2 separate regions of the Ovis aries genome follow, and region 2 is linked to region 1. Evidence: chromatin contacts called from public Hi-C data. All regions are on one chromosome and are shown on one strand. The core of a region is the stretch at or near the end of the contact, and the rest is flanking DNA. Distances in the headings are between cores, read along the strand shown. Region 1 holds the start of ZNF541 (zinc finger protein 541). Region 2 holds the start of SELENOW (selenoprotein W).

Region 1 (4,064 bases), core at 1,089-3,588:
ACTGTGCTGTGATTCCACACTCAATGCTGGGACTCCTGCCCTATATTTTGCACTTACATTCTTAAGGTGAACAATCAAGGAAAAATCTTCCTCTAGCCATGTAACCAATATAATTTTAACTATAAAGTTAACTCATTTCCACTGATCACTTGTTGGAAAAGAGAAAGACACTGAGGAATCAGAAGGCTATGACTGCACTTGCCAGAGTGAATTCTCACACAGAATTAACTAAATGAAGAAAAGAGATGTCAAAGTTTCTCACTCCACAAGCTGATCCTAGCAGAAAATCCAGATAATCATTAAAATCTAGAACATTTTCACAGTGAGGACAATGAGAGGACCCTTGGGGTCCTCAAGCGTCTTTCAGGGAGTCTGTGAGGTCAAAACTATTTTCATAATAATATTTACATGTTATCTGCTTTTCTTACACTCAGTGAAACTTTAGAGGATTTATCTCAAGAGGCTGCATGCAGAAGCAGATATAAGACACCAGATGACTCTAAAAATGGAAAACAATGCCACTTTTCTCACTAAATGTTGTTTTTTGAAATAAAAGTGCCAATTAGGTTAACATATACTGGGTTTACTATTGCTATTTTTAAATGAATTCATATTTTAAAAATTTATTAAACTCCTAATACAGCAAATATCAGCAGATATAAATTCTTCAGCCACCTGCCGCAAAGAGCCGACTCATTGGAAAAGACTGTGATGCTGGAAAAATTGAAGGCAAAGAAAGGGGTGGCAGAGATGAGATGGTTGGATGGCATCAATGACTCAATGGACATGCATTTGAGCAAACTCCGGGAGATAGTGTAGGACACAAAAGCCCGGTGTGCTGCAGTCCATAGGGTCACAAAATGCTAGACACAATTTAGCAATAAACCAACCACAGTGCACATGTACAAAAACACCCTGGGTGGGGTCTTCAATAATTTTTAAGTCTAAAGGGCTCTGAAGACAAAAAATTTTGAGAACTGCTGCTCTGAAGGGAAAAAGTCCAGCACATATGCATGGCCCAAACAGATATATATCTGTGTATCTAACCTAAACCCCAAATTCCAAACTGGTGGCCAGCAAACACGTTTCGCAAGGGCCCCACACTGAATTTAAAAACTTGTTAAATTGGTTCTCAACATTTATCGATCAAAAGATTTCACATAAAGACAGCGTTATGGTTTCTTCTCAAAAACAAAAACTTCTGGCAACACTGTTGTGACATTTCTACTTGGCCATTTCCACCGGCTGGCATCACTAGACGGGGAACACAATCTTTATTTCACCACACTCTGGACCTTTACCTGCCCATCCCTGGTAGGCATCTACATTGCTGAGCTAAAGAAGAAAAAGATTCCTTTGCAGTAAATAATGAAACCTACATCAATCTAATAAATGTCTGCAATCCTCCAGATCAGTCAAAATGTACAGTAACTGATCCCTTTCCTTATCTGATCTCCTAAAGCAGCAACTTCCTTAATGATTTCACCAGTGATACAGAGACCCTTGGACCGATCAGAAACCCTTCTGAGAAAAAGGAGTCCATCTGAAAACGGAGACATTCTCCAACAAGTGCAAAGGAACGAAACTCACCAGGAGAAGAAGGAGTGAGTGAATCAATCCCCAGGGAACAGGGGGCCCAGTTTAGGCCCCACAGAGAAAGGGGTTCCGGTGACAGTCAGATCATTGGCTATTTCTTCCTGGAACGCTGGATAGTAAATTCAGGACCCTTATTCAACTTCTTCTGCCCTGAAAGCAGGTTGTGGAAAGGAAGGGGCTGTCAGAAGCTGGGTCCCCAAAGAAGCAAGGGCACAGGTGTGAAACTGGGGGCAACTGGTAATTTTTGGAAAAAAGAAGAAAGCAATACTAAACTGGGGAGATCTAGGTAAGACAACGGATTTTGATGTTCAAGGAGTTATTTTTTCTTTCTTTCCTTATTTTCCTCCCCTGGGAAAGGAACCTGGAGAGCTTTGCTGGGAGAAGCCTAACTGAGGTGGAACAGGTGATGAAAAGGGGTTTGTGTTGGGATGGCTGGGGAAGAGTTGGGAAGAAAAATATTAGACAAGAGAGAAAACGGAAGGACTGAGTTGGTTTATCAGTGGAAAGATATTCCAAACAGGGGGACTCATGGTGGGAAGAAAGAATTTTTGCTGGAAAGTGATCCTCAATGGAGAAAAAAAAAATTTTTTTTTGCTAGAGGAAGTTCCTAAGAGGAGGGGGAGGGGCGAATTCAAGGCGTCTAGGCGGGCTTCTTGGTTTTGCTGGAAGATCCTAAATAGAAACAAATCTGGGTCCTCTAAAGTGGGGATTTTGGGGAGGAAAGCGGATTTTTAGCACCAGGGCCTGGAAAAGCGGAGGGCAAATGCAAGGCCGAGATGCAGAAAGTGCGGAGGTCGGGTAGGGCCCGCGGCGCGAGCTGGGGAGCTGCGAGGGGGCAGTTGGGGCCTGGGGGGCGGGGTAGGAAAGAAAAGGGGGTGCAGCGAGCCAGGGGCCTCTGAGGAGAGTCTTCTCCAAGGGGGAAGGGGCTGCGGGGATGCAGCGGGGCCCGGAGCTGTTGGGGTGCAGAAGGTGCGTGCGTGACGCGGGGTAGGGGGCGCTCGCCGCGCCTGCTGCGCCTCTCGAAAGGGAGCTGGGCCCCCCTAAAAAAGAAACATAAAAACGAATTAGAGTTTAAAAGGGGGAGGGGTTGATGAATGAGGAAGGGGCGGGAAAGGGCGGGGTAGGAAGGAAGGGGAGGGGGCAGGGGCAGCAGCAACCGGGTTTTACCCGCCCCCGGGGGCTCGCGCGCCGGGCCTCGCGCCTCTCGGGCATCCCAGCGGCCCCCTGTCTGCCCCCGCGCCGCCCGCAAGCCGGGCGCGCACGCGCAGCCGGGCCCGCCCCTGGAGAGCCCCGTGTACGTGGCCGCGGGCCGCCTCGCGCCGCCCAGAGCGGCCTCGCGCGCGCCTCGCGCCGCCCGGGCTCCCAGCGCGTGCCGCCGGCCGCGCAGTCTCGGCGGCTATTCGGCCGTCGCCAAGGGGGCGGGGCCACGCGGGGCGTGGCCAGGCGCGGTCAGGTGACCTGCGGCAGGCGGGAAAGGAGGCAGTTGGTCGCCATTTTGGGGGGAGGGCGGTTGAAGGCGGGAGAGTGTGAAGGCGCTCAGGGAAGGAGACCGCGGGGGGAGGGGCCGGCGCCCCTCGACCCACACACAGAGGCGGAGAGTCGGGCGTCGCCTGCCATTGTTCCTGGAGAGCGGCGTTAGAACGCAGTATGGGGAACTCTGGCTCCCCGCGGGCCGCTCTAAGCTGCAGCCTCAGAGGGTGTGTGTTTGAGGGGCGTCGGTGTGAGAGTAAGGGCCCCTCGCAGCGTCGTGGAGTCCTCGAGGCAGCCCCTGTGCTCCCTTGGGGCCACCGAGCTCTTCCTGCCAGGGGGTTGGGAAGACGTGGGGCTGGAGAAGCACGAAGCGGGACACGATCTCTTCTGCCTTTTTAAAGCCAAGTCCTGAGCCGTCTGTAGATCGGGCTCTGAGCTGAGCTGTGTTTCCGGACCGGTAAAGAGGAGGAAACCGGCAGCAGCAGTGGCTTGGGAGTTGGGGTGGTTGATGATCGGTCAAGAATTTTGAACCCTGGAACGACTTAGACAGGGATTTAATTCCTTAGAAATTGTGCTCTGAAAACCTAGAGAGACATCAGATTCGTGGTTGCCGGGGGTGGGGGGGGCGGTGGGGTGGGGATGGGGATGGAGACTTAAGTTTCGAAACTCTAAGAGGATCTGCTTGGGATGATGGAAGTATTTTGAAAGTAGGTTGTAGGGGGTGACTGCACAACGTGATGACTTTATTAAAAATCCTTGTGTTGTACACTTTACATGGGTGACTTTCATGTAAATTATAGTAAAGTTTTGATGTTTTAAAAAATGTGATCCCTGGGGTAGGTAGAACAGAGAGGAGAGGAAAAGGACTAACATTCCACCTTTGGATTCCTTCATTCAGCAAATATTTATTGAGCTTCTGTTCTGATATACTGCAGTGTATGAGTCAAACAGCCCTGCTCTGGCTTATGCTCCTGAGAAGCACCGTCTGATAGAAATAT
Region 2 (4,371 bases), core at 575-3,074, 150 kb after region 1:
GTCCTCTGTTGCCCCCTTCTCCTCCCACCTTCAATCTTTCCCAGCATCAGGGTCTTTTCCAGTGAGTCAGTCTTCGCATCAGGTGGCCAGAGTACTGGAGTTTCAGCTTCAGCATCAGTCCTTCCAGTGAACATTCAAGACTGATTTCCCTTAGGGTGAACTAGTTGGATATTCTTGCTGTCCAAGGGACTCTCAAGAATCTTCTCCAGCACCACAGTTCAAAAGCCTCAATTCCTTGGCACTCAGCTTTCTTTATAGTCCAACTGTCACATTCATACATGACTACTGGAAAAACCATAGGTTTTACTAGATGGACCTTTGTTGGCAAAGTAATATCTCTGCTTTTCAACATGCTATCTAGGTTGGTCATAACTTTTCTTCCTAGGAGCAAGCGTCTTAATTTCATGGCTGCACTCACCATCTGCAGTGATTTTGGAGCATGCAAAAAATAAAGTCTGTCACTATTTCCACTGTTTCCCCATCTCTTTGCCATGAAGGGATGGGATCAGATGCCACGATCTTAGCTTCCCCTTAGGAGATCCCTGTTTCCCCACCAGGGACTGAACCTTTGCCACCACGGTAAAAGCCTGGAATTCTAATCGCTGGACCACCAGGGACTTCCCAAGGCTTGGGTTTTTGTTCTAAGCGCCCTGGGAGCCTGAAAGACACCTGATTATGGGACACTGATTACGCCCGGCTGCATGTTAACTGCTCTGCATCACAGGCTGGTTATATTGATACTTGCCCAAGACCACCGAGATCACACAGCTGGCAGCAATGGGGGGTGGGAATTGAACCTAGTCTGCCAGGAGCCCCGAGACATCAGGATCACGGCAGGTGAGGATCAGGGGGTCAGAGACGGAAGCTGGGGCTGGAAGACCTCGGTCAGGGACTTTGGCTATTTTTTCATTGCTGTATCTTCCGATGGCATCACGACTGGATGGACATGAGTTTGAACAAGCTCTGGGAGATGGTGATGGACAGGGAAGCCTGGCCTGCTGCAGTCCATGGGGTTGCAAAGAGTCGGACACGACTGAGCGACTGAACTTAGCTGTATCTTCAGAACCTATGACTGCAGCAAGGTACCCAATATGTATTTGTTAAATGGGTAATCAATCATTCTCTGGAGGCATTTATGCCCGGAAGAGGAAAACTGAGGCTGAGAGATGCATCGGCTTTCTAAAGCCCTTATACCTCAGCTGCCAACTTCTAGCACTTTCCATGACCCCCTTGCCTCAAAAAGGTCTGGAAGGCGCAAAAGGGTGGGTGAGTTGGTCGGGGCGGGGGCGGGGGGAGAGGGCGGGGTGCGGGGGGAACTTCAGTGCCGATCAGGCGGCGCCCAGGTTTGGATGCCCGGCTTTATTTAATAAGGCAGCGGGTCCCCTGGACCGCTCATTGAAAAAAACAGCTTCAGGGGCCGCCCATGTGTACCCCGAATCCTTGCGAACTCGGCCCCCTTTCCCCCTCAAGCCGCCCTCAAGGTCCTCCCAGCGAAACGAGCAAGGTCAGTTGCAATTCAGTTTGCAACCAGCAGCTGTTGGCCCTCAACCCCCGCCCCTTGAGACCGTACCATTCTGGCTCGGAGAAGGGGGGGTCCGGGAGCGGGGTGCGCAGAGGACTCTTTTGAGGACCCCCTCTGCCGGGGTTTTCCCTGGCCTCACAGGGAGCTTGGGGTAAGATTTGCGTGGGGGGCTCAGGGCGGTGGGCTTCAGGGTGCCTCTCGCCTCCGCTCCAGAGGCCTGTCCTCATTCCCCCCTCTCCTGGCATGGTCCGTGCTGCGGAACGCCAAGAGCTAGGCCTGTGTGCACACGCCCCGCCCGGGGCGCAGACCTCGCCCTGCTTCGCCCGGGTTCGGATCGAGAGTCCGCGCTGCAGCGGGCACCGCGGTCAGGAGCTATGGCGGTCGTCGTCCGAGTAGTTTATTGGTGAGCACGCGGGCCAGAGGTGCCCTCCTCGAATCCCGCTCGGGCCCCGCCCTGTCCCGGCGGAGCTGGGCTCTGGGGGAGTCGGGGGTGCGCGGGGGAGGGGGCAGGACCCTTGGGGAGCCTTGCACTGGGGAGAGGGTTCCGTGCGGGTGCGGTGGGCGTGGGAGGAGGCGGAAAACGAGCATGTTGATTTCTTGGCCTCCCCCTCCCCAATTTGTGACATTCTAGACGTCTCAGGTCCTAAAAGGTAGAACTGAGACACGTGTGTGTCGTTTTAACCCCCACCCCCACCCCGATTCCCGGGCTCAGGGTGGGGAGCAGGTGGGGGTCGGTTTGTAATGCAGGAGGAACCTCTCTGGGCGGTTCGGTCTCCCCTCCCCCAGGACCGGTCGTCGGGTGGGGCCGGCCAGAGTCAGGAGGTTCCAGATCGTCCCGGCCTGTGTTGGGCAAGGACTTAAACCCAGACGGTGGATGCTTTTTTGCTGTTAACCCTCCTCGGTTTCTGACCCCACTTTTCCCATCCGTAGAGGGAGTGATTTTTTTTTTAAATTTTATTTTTGATTGTGGCATCATTGCTTTCCCATATTGTGTTGGTTTCTGCCATATGTCAACGTGAATTGGCCGTAGGTGTACCGGTGTCCGTTCCCTCTTGAACCTCCCTCCTCCCCCCCCCCCACCCCCCCCGGCTAGGTTGTAGTCTTAATGGTTATGGCGGAGGGAGTGCAGTGTGTTGGGTGTTACACATTTGGTCTAATTGCCCGCTTTAAGGGGGAAAACGTGTGCTCGGCAGGAAGTGTCTGTCCCGTAGGGGGTGTCACAGCCCTGGCGCCTTGGACTGTACTGGCCTGCACAGGCATGCTGGCCTGTGGGCGCTCAATAAATACGTGTTCCCTGAATTTCCTTCCCCAGAAACTCCCTGGGCAGGGGTTGTAGCTCCATTCTACAAGTGCGGAAACCGAGGCTGGGAGTGGGGCGCGGGCGGATCACAGGGGTACCGCACCTGGGTCTGCTGGCTGTCCGCTTGGGGCGGGGGAGGAGGGTCCCTGCCTGGGGGTTTGAAAGGTTTAGACCTGTCCCTGCGTTAGTTAGTGTCCCTGCCCGCTGAGTCAAGCAGAGGGTAGAGTGACATTTTGAGGCGCCTCCCCTTCCCCTCCCCCGCTTTGCCTGTGCACCAGTCTCCGGTCCCGAAATAGTCTGCGGGGCGGGGAGGGGGCGGGGTGGGGAGAGGGCGGGGCGGGGAGGCGGTTATCCTTCACCCTCAGGCATGGGAGGGCCTTGGGAATCCTGCAGTCATGGTTGCCCTGAGGCCTGGGTACCGGCTGTGGGTGGGGCTGCTGTGTTGGGCAGCTCTCATCCTGACCTGGCTCTCTCCGTTTTGCCTCCCTCTCCCCTCTGCCTCGCGCTTGTGCTCTCTCCTCGTCGCCCCCGATTCTGTGCACCGCCCCCCACGCTCTGCCTCTTGTCTCCCTTGCTCTGTGTTCCCTGTGTGGCTGGCTCCCTTCCTGTGCCTCCACCTCTGTGCTGCGCCCCGCCCCCGTGTGCCCCGTGTCTTTCCTCTCTTTGGAGAGTGTCTGTCTCCTTCTATCATCCGTGTCCCTCTTCATCTCTTCCGCTTCCTCCCCGCCATTTGCCTCTGTCTCCTTGCCTGCCTTGCCTCTCCCCTCCCATCCCTGGATCCCCACTGTCCCCCTCCTCCTCTCCCGGGACCCACTCTCTTGGACACGCTCCCACCAGTGGCGCTTGAGGCTACAAGCCCAAGGTAAGCCATGTGGTCCCAAGAGGCTGCCCTGGAAAGTGGGGGAGGGGGTTTAGCCCATGGTGGGGGCCCACCTATGTGGCTTCTGTGGACCCTGTGTGACCACCCACCCCTTTCCAGTATCTTCAGCTCAAGAAGAAGTTAGAAGATGAGTTCCCTAGCCGTTTGGACATCGTGAGTCTCCGGGAGGGGGAAGGAGTCAGACGTGGGTCCTGTCTGTCCCTCAGTCCTGGTGGCAGTGGGGGTGGTTTGGATCAGCCCCCTACCCCCCCCCCCCCCCCCCCCCGCCACTGTGTTCTCCCTTCCCTGGGAAGGGGCAGGTGTCCGAAAGGGGGCATCTCCGCCCCTCCAGCATCTCTCCTTCTCCCCAGTGCGGCGAGGGGACTCCCCAGGTCACCGGCTTCTTTGAAGTGTTCGTAGCGGGAAAGCTGGTTCACTCCAAGAAGGTATGTCTGTCCATCCTGCGTCACTGGGGGCCAGTGGGGGGTTGGGACTCGGGTTGGCGTCTTGGTCCCAGCCTGTCCCTCCCCTGGTCCTCCCTCCTCCAGGGAGGCGATGGCTACGTGGACACAGAGAGCAAGTTTCTGAAGCTGGTGGCCGCCATCAAAGCCGCTTTGGCTCAGGCCTGATGTGCCCTGAAGGCAGAGGTGAGGGGGGCCCCGCCCCGAGGCCGCAGAACTGACCCCTGGT

Evidence for each region. A called contact is a pair of places that touch in the nucleus more often than the background predicts.
Region 2: a Hi-C map of omental adipose tissue shows a contact between it and region 1, with 1.9 times the contacts expected there. The contact joins the promoter of SELENOW here to the promoter of ZNF541 in region 1. A contact is called at or near these places in 6 of 16 Hi-C or Micro-C datasets (blood, liver, mesenteric adipose tissue and 2 more).

Annotation. Positions count from the first base shown.
Region 1 is chr14:54,276,604-54,280,667 of ARS-UI_Ramb_v3.0, forward strand. ZNF541 (zinc finger protein 541) reads right to left here and starts at 2,339. Exons shown (of 16, transcript XM_060398149.1): 1 at 1,591-2,339.
Region 2 is chr14:54,430,005-54,434,375 of ARS-UI_Ramb_v3.0, forward strand. SELENOW (selenoprotein W) reads left to right here and starts at 1,825. Exons shown (of 5, transcript XM_042232243.1): 1 at 1,825-1,925; 2 at 3,660-3,684; 3 at 3,802-3,855; 4 at 4,053-4,127. The coding sequence starts at 1,897.